2 separate regions of the Mus musculus genome follow, and region 2 is linked to region 1. The links are chromatin contacts, called in public HiChIP or PLAC-seq maps. All regions are on one chromosome and are shown on one strand. Each heading gives the region's core, a stretch centred on a gene start, on an enhancer-like site or on the middle of the called end of the contact. The rest is flanking DNA. Distances are from core to core; before and after follow the strand shown.

Region 1 (4,252 bases), core at 1,038-3,537:
GGTTAATAATGCCTTTGCTAAGAAAACTATTCACAGACTTGTTATGGCTGTTGGTTTAACTGTGTTCATAAATATAGGAGACAGACCAATGAAAGGTTATGATACTGAGCAAAAGAAAACAAAAACCACCCATTATTGTGGTGTAACATTTTTGTGCCATAGTCAACAAATTTCATCCAAACTGAGTGATCAAAAGGCAACTGCATGCACCTTACTAATTTTAATGGCAGCAATCACTGTGTCTGGCGCATGGATAAATCATTTTCCAGGTACAGGCCTTTCACAGGAAATATCAAGTAGCTGGTGTGGGGTTAGAGAGTGTGAAAAGAAACAAAAAAATAATAATTACGCAGTCATTCCTGGAAACTACTCATTAGGGTCAAATCACATTATTTATTTTGCTAGGTAGGATTCAATAGCTTAATTTTTAATTTATTTTTCCAATTTACTGATTGGAAAAGTAGGAAGCTTGAGAAGAAAATTAATGAAATTTAGCCAGGCAGTGGTGGTGCATGTCTTTAGTCCTAACACTTGGAAGACAGAATCAGGTGGTTCAAGACCAGCCTGGTCTATAGAGTGAGTTCCAGGACAGCCAGAGCTACACAGAAAAACTCAGTCTCAAGCAAACAAATAAACCAACAAACAAGTAAGAAAGTAAATTTAAAAGTAACTATGTTTTTCAAATTAGTCAGGATACATTCAGCTTCAGGTAACAGAAAATATTGTTTAAATGGCTTTAAAAATACAGCCAAGACCCATGGAAGTCAGTTTACAAGTTTCCCAGAACAACTCAAACTTTCAGGAGTCAGAGCCTCCACCTAGCCTTCTTTGTTGTTCTTGGGATGGGTTGCAACGTAGATTGACCTCAAAGTTGCTATTTGGTGTGGGCTAACCTTGAACACTTGATCCTGCTGACTGCTGGAATTACAGGCTTGTACCACCACACCCAGAGTTTATGCAGTGCTACACACACACACACACACACACACACACACACACACACACACATACACACACACACACCTCCATAACATAGTAGATTGTCACCTCACTGCTTGCTGGGTGGCTGTCCCCATGTTCCCTAAAACACATGCAGATTATGACAATACTTAGGCCCCAAGATTTTAGATCAGACTTTATAATCTCTGATATACTTAATAGTTTCTCCTAAGCATGTGTTTCATAATAAATGCTTGAAATTTTTAAATAGTTGTAGTGGCTATTCCTGGTTGTCAACTTGACTATATTTGGAATGAACTACAATCCAGAATTGGAAGGCTCACCAGTGACCCTTATCTGGAGGCTTGGAGATAGAAGTTTCTGATCTGGATCTTGGTATGGATTTCTTGAGGCATAGTGGCTATGGATTCCAGAAGATTAAATCTCCGAGTTCAAGGGCATCTGGGATTAAGGGTGTGGTGGAACACACCTTTAATCTGGGCTACACCTTCTGCTGGAGACAATATAAGGACATTGGAAGAAGGGAGTCTCACTCTTGCTCCCTCACCTGCTTGCCGTGAGGGACTGAGTGACTACTAGATCTTTGGATTTCCATTTACAGCTACTACTGAACCATTGTTGGAAATTGGACTGCAGACTGGCTCAAATCTGGATATTGATTCACTGGCCGTTTACCACGATCTAATGTAGCCTTCCTTTCATTTGTTTGAGAATTTTTCTGCTTATACAGATAAAACAAATATGCAGTAGGCTTCCTATGTATTTCGTTCCTGGAAACACCATGATTGATTAGCCAGTACCAAAGGTCCAAGAGAGTCATGCCATTATAAATTTCACCTCTCCTGTGCTGACCATTACTGGGTATGTTATTATAAACATTGTTTTGTCTATGCTGTCCATTATAATAACTAGGATCACCTTGTCTCTGGCGATTCAATGTTGCCACCTGGCCCTTGTTACCTCAGAATCCAATTAAACCCAGTGAATTTAATTCATCTAATTGAGCAGAAGCATCTCCAATGCTAAGGTCTGGCACAAGGAAAAGGGAAAGAACAAAACCCTTCAAATGTGCTGGTGCCCCTCTCACCAGTTTGCGTCTTATAGAGCTGGTAAAGGTCATATCTTCTGGACCTTTCCATTGTGGAAGATTAGGTTTTACACAATATATCCACTCTAGCATTGCAATTTCCCTAAGTCATCAATAAATTCCTTTACTATATAGAGACTATCCATAAGTTCTGTGACTCTAGAGAACCCTAAGTAAACAATAGTGATGTGTTCTGAATCTGAAACCACAGGTAGCTGCGTCATTGTGGAATGTCTGGCTTTGTGGGATATGCCACCGGTTTTAGCTGCTGTCTCTAATCCTTAACACAATGTTGGAGGTAGCCTTTGCCATTCAGACTTCACAAATGGCAAAACTCCAAGTAGGAAGTTGTAAAATTCTCTCCCTATTTGTGCTGATAAACTACAGGACCGGGACTCTGAACATCAGACTTCAAGCCATCATATATAAAGTCACATATTAAAACATCTGTTAGGGGAAACAAGAAATGATTGTCAGAAGAAGGAAGGGCAAACTTATAAGCCCAGACAAAGACAAACAAAACAAAATGCTTGGAGTTTTCCTTGCAGTAATCATGTGGCTACAAAGCCATGGTGGATATTCAGATCTATTGAAATGAACTAAAGCTACACTGTTACTCAATTTGCTGAGGTCAGGCAAACTTCCTGTTTTTCATAATTTTTGATCAAGCTTACTCTGACCATCATAAAATCATCAGCATTTCCAGTAGTTGCCCCTGAGTATCTAGCCCATGAAATCAATCATTCTTTTTGACACTTCTCAGGAAGTTTAGCTAAATGTAGTTCCTCACAACGCCCAACTATAAAACACTCTTGATTTAATGACTCACAGAGCAAAACAAACTCCTTTTGCCAATAGGATATTCTATGAACTACCCAGGAATATATGTAAATAAATGTTGCACTTCTTCTTGTGCTTTAGTCTGGGGTCCCCAAGCAAATGACAATTGTAGCCCCTTCAGTCTAAAGAAAACATTAAAAAAAAAAAAAAACTTTAGTGTCAAAGGTAAGTGCAAGAAAAGGGGAAAAATAAGATGGGAGTAATTCCTCAAATTCTCAAGTGAACTAGAAACTTACTTAGAGCAAACGTTGCTGTCAGAGACACTGCTGTCATCGATGGCATCACCGCATTCACGTCTCCCACACTCACCCAGAAATTAAGGTACTGACTCCCCTACAACCCCAGGGTGCTTTGCATTGCCCAGCCCTTTCCGCTCTGCCGTTCTCCTACATAGAAACAGACATGGCGCCAGTTGGAATGTCATGATCCTGAAACCCCACTTCCACAGGGATTGGCAGCACTGAGTGGACACTTGGTTCAACCAGCCAGCATGCAAGATGCAGAGACACAAGGCCCCTCATCCCTTGTCTGGCCCCATCAGGCCCATTGTGAGGTGCTCTACAGTTAGATACCACACCAAGGTCCGGCCTGGCAGAGGCTTCAGCCTGGAGGAACTCAGGGTGGCTGGGATCCACAAGAAAATGGCTCAGACCACTAGCATCTCTGTAGACCCAAGGAGGCAAAACGAATCCACTGAATCTGCAGTCCAACGTGCAGCGCCTGAAGGAGTATAGCTCCAAGCTCATACTTTTCCCCCAGGAAGCCTTCTGCTCCTAAGAAGGAAGACAGTTGAAGATCTGAAATTGACCACCCAGTTGACAAGGACCCGTGATGCCCATCCAGAATGTATACAAAAAGGAAAAGGCCAGAATCATCACCGAAGAGAAGAACTTTAAGGCTTTTGCCAGTCTCTGAATGGCCGATGCCAATGCCCAGCTCTTTGGTATCTGAGCAAAAAGGGCGACGGAAGCTGCAGAGCAAGACGTTGAAAAGAAAAAGTAACGTACGGTTGGAGAGTTGCAAAAAAATTTTCCAGAAAGAAAAAGAAAGAGAGAGAGAGAGAGAGAGAGAGAGAGAGAGAGAAACAAAGAAAGAAAAGAAGAAAGGAAGAAACAAAGAAACTAGGGAGGGCACTAGGTTGCAAAATCCCCAAACAGTTTCAAGCCCACTAAGACATACTTTCTCAGCCCATTCTGGGATACATTCCAAAAGCTCTCCTAGTTACCCAATACACCACCTCTTCTCCATGTCTAGCCCTCCCCTCTCCCACCTGACACCCATATCCCTCTAGCCTGTGGTGAGTGGGGTTGGTTCTAAAAGGAAGGTAAGGATATAAACCACTTCCCTAACACCTGGGAAGGAGAA
Region 2 (4,328 bases), core at 1,795-4,294, 150 kb before region 1:
GGAAAAGTACCTCAGCCCTCGCCAAAATATCTCAAGCAACAGTTCCCTACCATCATCTCTCTGTTGAAAGTGAATCCACAGTGAGGAGAAATCAGAAGTAAAATATTCTCTGGTGTATGCAATGGTGTCTGAGTTTGGAGGCTGATTACGCCAGCAAGATTTTGCTGAAAGGACCCTGATAAGCTGTCCCTTGTGAGGCTATGCCAGTGCCTGGCAAACACAGAAGTGGATGCTCACAGTCATCTATTGGATGGAACACAGGGCCCCCAATGGAGGAGCTAGAGAAATTACCCAAGGAGCTAAAGGGGTCTGCAACCCTATAGGAGAGACAACAATATGAACTAACCAGTACCCCCAGAGCTCGTGTCTCTAGATGCATATGTAGCAGAAGATGGCCTAGTCGGCCATTATTGATAAGAGAGGCCCCTTGGTCTTGCAAACTCTATGCCCCAGTAGAGGGGAACACCAGGGCCAAGAAGTGGGAGTGGATGGGTAGGGGAGCAGGGCGGGGGAAGGGTTTAGGGAACTTTCAGGATAGCATTTGAAATGTATATAAAGAAAATGATAAATAAATAAATAAATAAATAAATAAATAAATAAATAAATTTTTAAAAGATAATAAAATAAAAAAGTAGAGAAATTTAAAAAAAAATATTCTCTGGCAAATCCGCACTCCTAAGGACTGAGGTGAGGGAGAAATGTGTGTGCACGTCACGAACCTAACAGGATTCCCTAACTCTGCCCCTCCTCAGGCTAAGGGACTAGGGAATACAGTTTGTTACTCATTCTGGTAACAAATTGCACAAGGGACTGTTTTTTCTTTGGATGCACTCATTGTAAGTATACTTAACACACACCGTGACTAAAAGCCCAGATTTAAAACAGGGAGGACATCAGCCCTGAAGCCCTCCCTCAAATGCCCATCATTGTGTCCAGAAGGCTGCTGTAGTCAACCTGACAAGGCCTTGCCATAGAACTATTTGAGTCTGAAACCCTTAATGGAACACATCCTCCAGCCAGTATTTCCCTTTGTCTCAGTTGGCTTCATCTCTTTAACTGCCTTTCTACCCAAAAGAATAAGCTAAGTTTTCTCCAAGTTCTAACTAAGCCAGATTGGCAAATGATGCAGCAAAGGGCTTCCATTCTCCATGCCTCTGCTCCATGGGTGTGACTAACCAGCTGTACTGGTTTCTGCAAATGGTAAAATACAGTCAGTAGACTTTTTCTCTGTGAGCAGTGTCTATTGGCCAAAGGGTATTGGCTTCTGCTTCCTTCCTCATTTAACATGGGCCTTTAAACCCCTCAGTAATACAGACTACAAAGGCTTTGGCAGGGTCCCTTGCAATAAATCCATTTCCACAGAGTAATAACATATGCCCAGTAATTAGCCTTCTCTCAGCATTGCTAATAAACCAGCCTTTGCTATCTGTTCCTGCTCATCTGTGTCACCCCTGAATTAAGAAGTAGTCATAACTAATTAACATCCAGCCTTCAAGAAGGTCATAGTGCTTGCTATAAATACTCTGCAAAGCAATGTGTCTTCTTACAGGCTTAGGGCTTATAACCTAAGCCAGTGTTTTTCAACTTCCTAGTGAGATTGGGGTTCAACTGGAGTAGAAAGTATATAAAATAGGAGGGTGCCATTGCTTTAATATTAATCATATACCACATCTTGAGGGAAAGTAAGTTTAAAGCCTGTCTAAGACATTTAAAATAAAAGCTTTGTGACACACAATGTGTAGCAGGGGACTAGTTGAGAGAAGAATGAGGATAGTTACATGACAGAAAACATCGTCCTTTATTTTTCTGTTCTCAAATATGCAGCATTACTAAGTCAAATACTGACAAGTCACTAAAAGTGTTCTGTGGAAGTTGTTCCTAAATGTTAGAACCTGTTTAGAAGGAAACCAGCAGTCACCATGGGTATTAACCCCAGGTCTGAAACTGGTAGGATTAGAGTAGATGGACTATAAATGTGCTCCACCTTAAGCCATCTGGCAACATTCGTCTTGTGTGTCTTCATTTATTCAGCTGATCATCAAGATGCTAACCTATCTAAACACTGTGGTCTAAGTAATCTTAAAGAATTTTCATAAAAAGAAAAAAATAAGCAGTTGGGCCAGGATGTTACCTGCTTCCTTGATCAAAATTGTGTTGGTTTTTGCTATCCTTCTCTACTGGGCTATAGAATTTTCTCCAGTTTCTAGCACTCTCATGCACCATCCTAATTTCCAAATCTCCTGTGTTCAAAGACTCACTCTATCCAGGCTTATACAATAAAATCAGGAGATAAGAAAAAAAAAAAAACACTTTGGAATAGGGCTTAGGGCTAAGGGAATCCAAAGCACTATTGGTTTGCTTTCCTCCCAAAGGATACATGAACTGAGCAATAAGAAAAAATCCTTCCCTACTCTCTTCTTATGTGACCAACCATCTCCTTTATAAGCAGGTGATTATTTACAAATCTGATCTTATAAAGTGGTTTAGAACTGAGTCCCATTTGGAGTCACTCCACACTGTATTTTTGTGTTTCTCCCGTGACTTATGAGAGTGATTTAACTGTGAAACATTCCAAGCATTTAAACAAAGAATGGTTGTAATTTAAAAGATAAGAAAGCAACCGTGGCTAAAACACAGGGCAAGGGTTATGAAAACACTCACCTAAGCCAAGTTTATCTCAGAAGGAAGAGGAAACAGAATGCAGGCTAAGCAGAGTTTTCTAAAATTGGACCAGGTCACCCGGGGCGACTGCGAATTAAGAGTAAACACCTCTGCCCTCCTCTTTTCAAAATGCCTTGTCTGTATGTGCAGAAATGTACCTTAAACGACAAAAAGTCACAGAGTACTGCTTTTCATATTTCAAATAAGATTCATATTTGCCAGTTAAAACAGTTCTGTGGAATCCAGAAAGACAAATGAGAGGCAAGAAGAGAGAAAGAGAGGGAAGTGGGAGAAGCATCCCAGAAGGCTTTTTCTGGAACCTCTTCAGCTACAGAGGAGGTGGGGCCAGCCTGAGCCTAGCGTGCCATTCTTGAAGCACCCTTGGGGTGACTCATTTGTTTTATCGTTTCTCATGAAATCGAGAGGTGGTGGCCATCACTGGAGAGTAAAGTGTGACATGCTGACTGATCTCATTACTTAACAAAGGAAAGCAATCACACGCAAGGAGCAGAAACTCCCCACTCCTCTACTCCCAGGGGCTTCATAGAAAGGCTATTTCCACCCAAGAAGACAGGTGTCAAATGAAAACATGGTCAAGAAGAAGAGAATAAACATCTTTTTATAAAAATGTAACACTAGTAATGAACAATCGGGATTTCCACCACTCCCCTCACTGCAGAATTTATCTTCGTATTTTTAAAGTTCTCTCCTTTTCTAAATGTAACACACAGCTTTTAATTGTCCAAAGATCCCCTTGTGGTTTACTTCCTCTCAAATAGATACAACTCTAATAGAGCAATAGGATAAAAATGTCACATGTCTGTCCTAGAGATTGCTGGGGTTCGAGAAGTAATACCCCAAGTATGTCACTTGAGCATGCTGAAAACTTTGAGCTAAGCAGAATAGGAAGACCTCGGAACCAAGGTCTGTAACCTTCTGCCCTCTCACTCTAACTCCCTATTCTCTCAAGGTGTGGGGAGAAGCTTTTCCTGACATGTTTCATATGCCAAAAGATGCACAAGTCACTGCCATTGTCCTGAGTCCCCTCTGAAGGAATTGCCTCCATGTGGAAGAAAGCAAATTACATTGCAGAAAAGATGGAAGATACACCGTCTACTGTGACAGGCAGGCTCTGTCACAGACTGTCACCAGGTCTTCAGAGAGATGCTCAGACACAACTTGTCTGTGTAGCAAATCGGCCTTGTTTCCATTCCACTGGCTCAGCACAGGCTCCATCTCAATCTTCTTGAAGATGCTCCAAGCTCCTACTCTCTTCATCCTCAGGGTGCTTACCTGCAAATATGAGCTGTTCGTCATGTATCATGTCTGCGGGACGTTTGTGCATGCGTGCAATTTAAATGGTTTTTCTCTGGTCAGTCTGTCTATGGTCCGTTTATTTAGATTTATTTATTAAAACATCAAAGAGAGTGGGAGGAGGTTTCCATCGTCATCAGACACCAATGAGCTAAAAGAAGGAAGTGATCATACAGCAAGGAAACACGGAAGAAGTCAGCTTCCCTCTCTCCTGGAGCAATGGGGGCATTAATTTAGCCTGAGCTAAAATAAATGGCAGAGACAGGTTTCTGATGTTGTGCCACACTTGGAAAAGAAAGAGCACAGCTTTCGTGGGTCATTTACTGGGGTAAAATGGATAAATGTACTTCACT

The links. HiChIP or PLAC-seq counts read pairs in DNA pulled down with a chosen protein or histone mark.
Region 2: an HNF4G HiChIP or PLAC-seq map of pancreatic cancer cells shows a contact between it and region 1. The contact joins two enhancer-like sites. A contact is called at or near these places in 3 of 115 datasets of contacts at active chromatin or transcription factors (effector CD8 T cells, memory CD8 T cells and pancreatic cancer cells) and 2 of 9 other capture datasets (adipose tissue and liver).

The regions. Positions count from the first base shown.
Region 1 is chr16:58,554,751-58,559,002 of GRCm38.p6, reverse strand. It overlaps the pseudogene Gm20942. Among named protein-coding and RNA genes, the nearest start is that of St3gal6, 33 kb to the right of the region's middle. Within about 2 kb of position 2,287, at least 21 of the 459 cell types and tissues checked have an H3K27ac peak or open chromatin away from gene starts, as enhancers often do. A contact at or near this core is called in pancreatic cancer cells, where this site is marked.
Region 2 is chr16:58,702,292-58,706,619 of GRCm38.p6, reverse strand. No RefSeq gene overlaps it. Among named protein-coding and RNA genes, the nearest start is that of Gpr15, 14 kb to the left of the region's middle. Within about 2 kb of position 3,044, at least 81 of the 459 cell types and tissues checked have an H3K27ac peak or open chromatin away from gene starts, as enhancers often do. A contact at or near this core is called in pancreatic cancer cells, where this site is marked.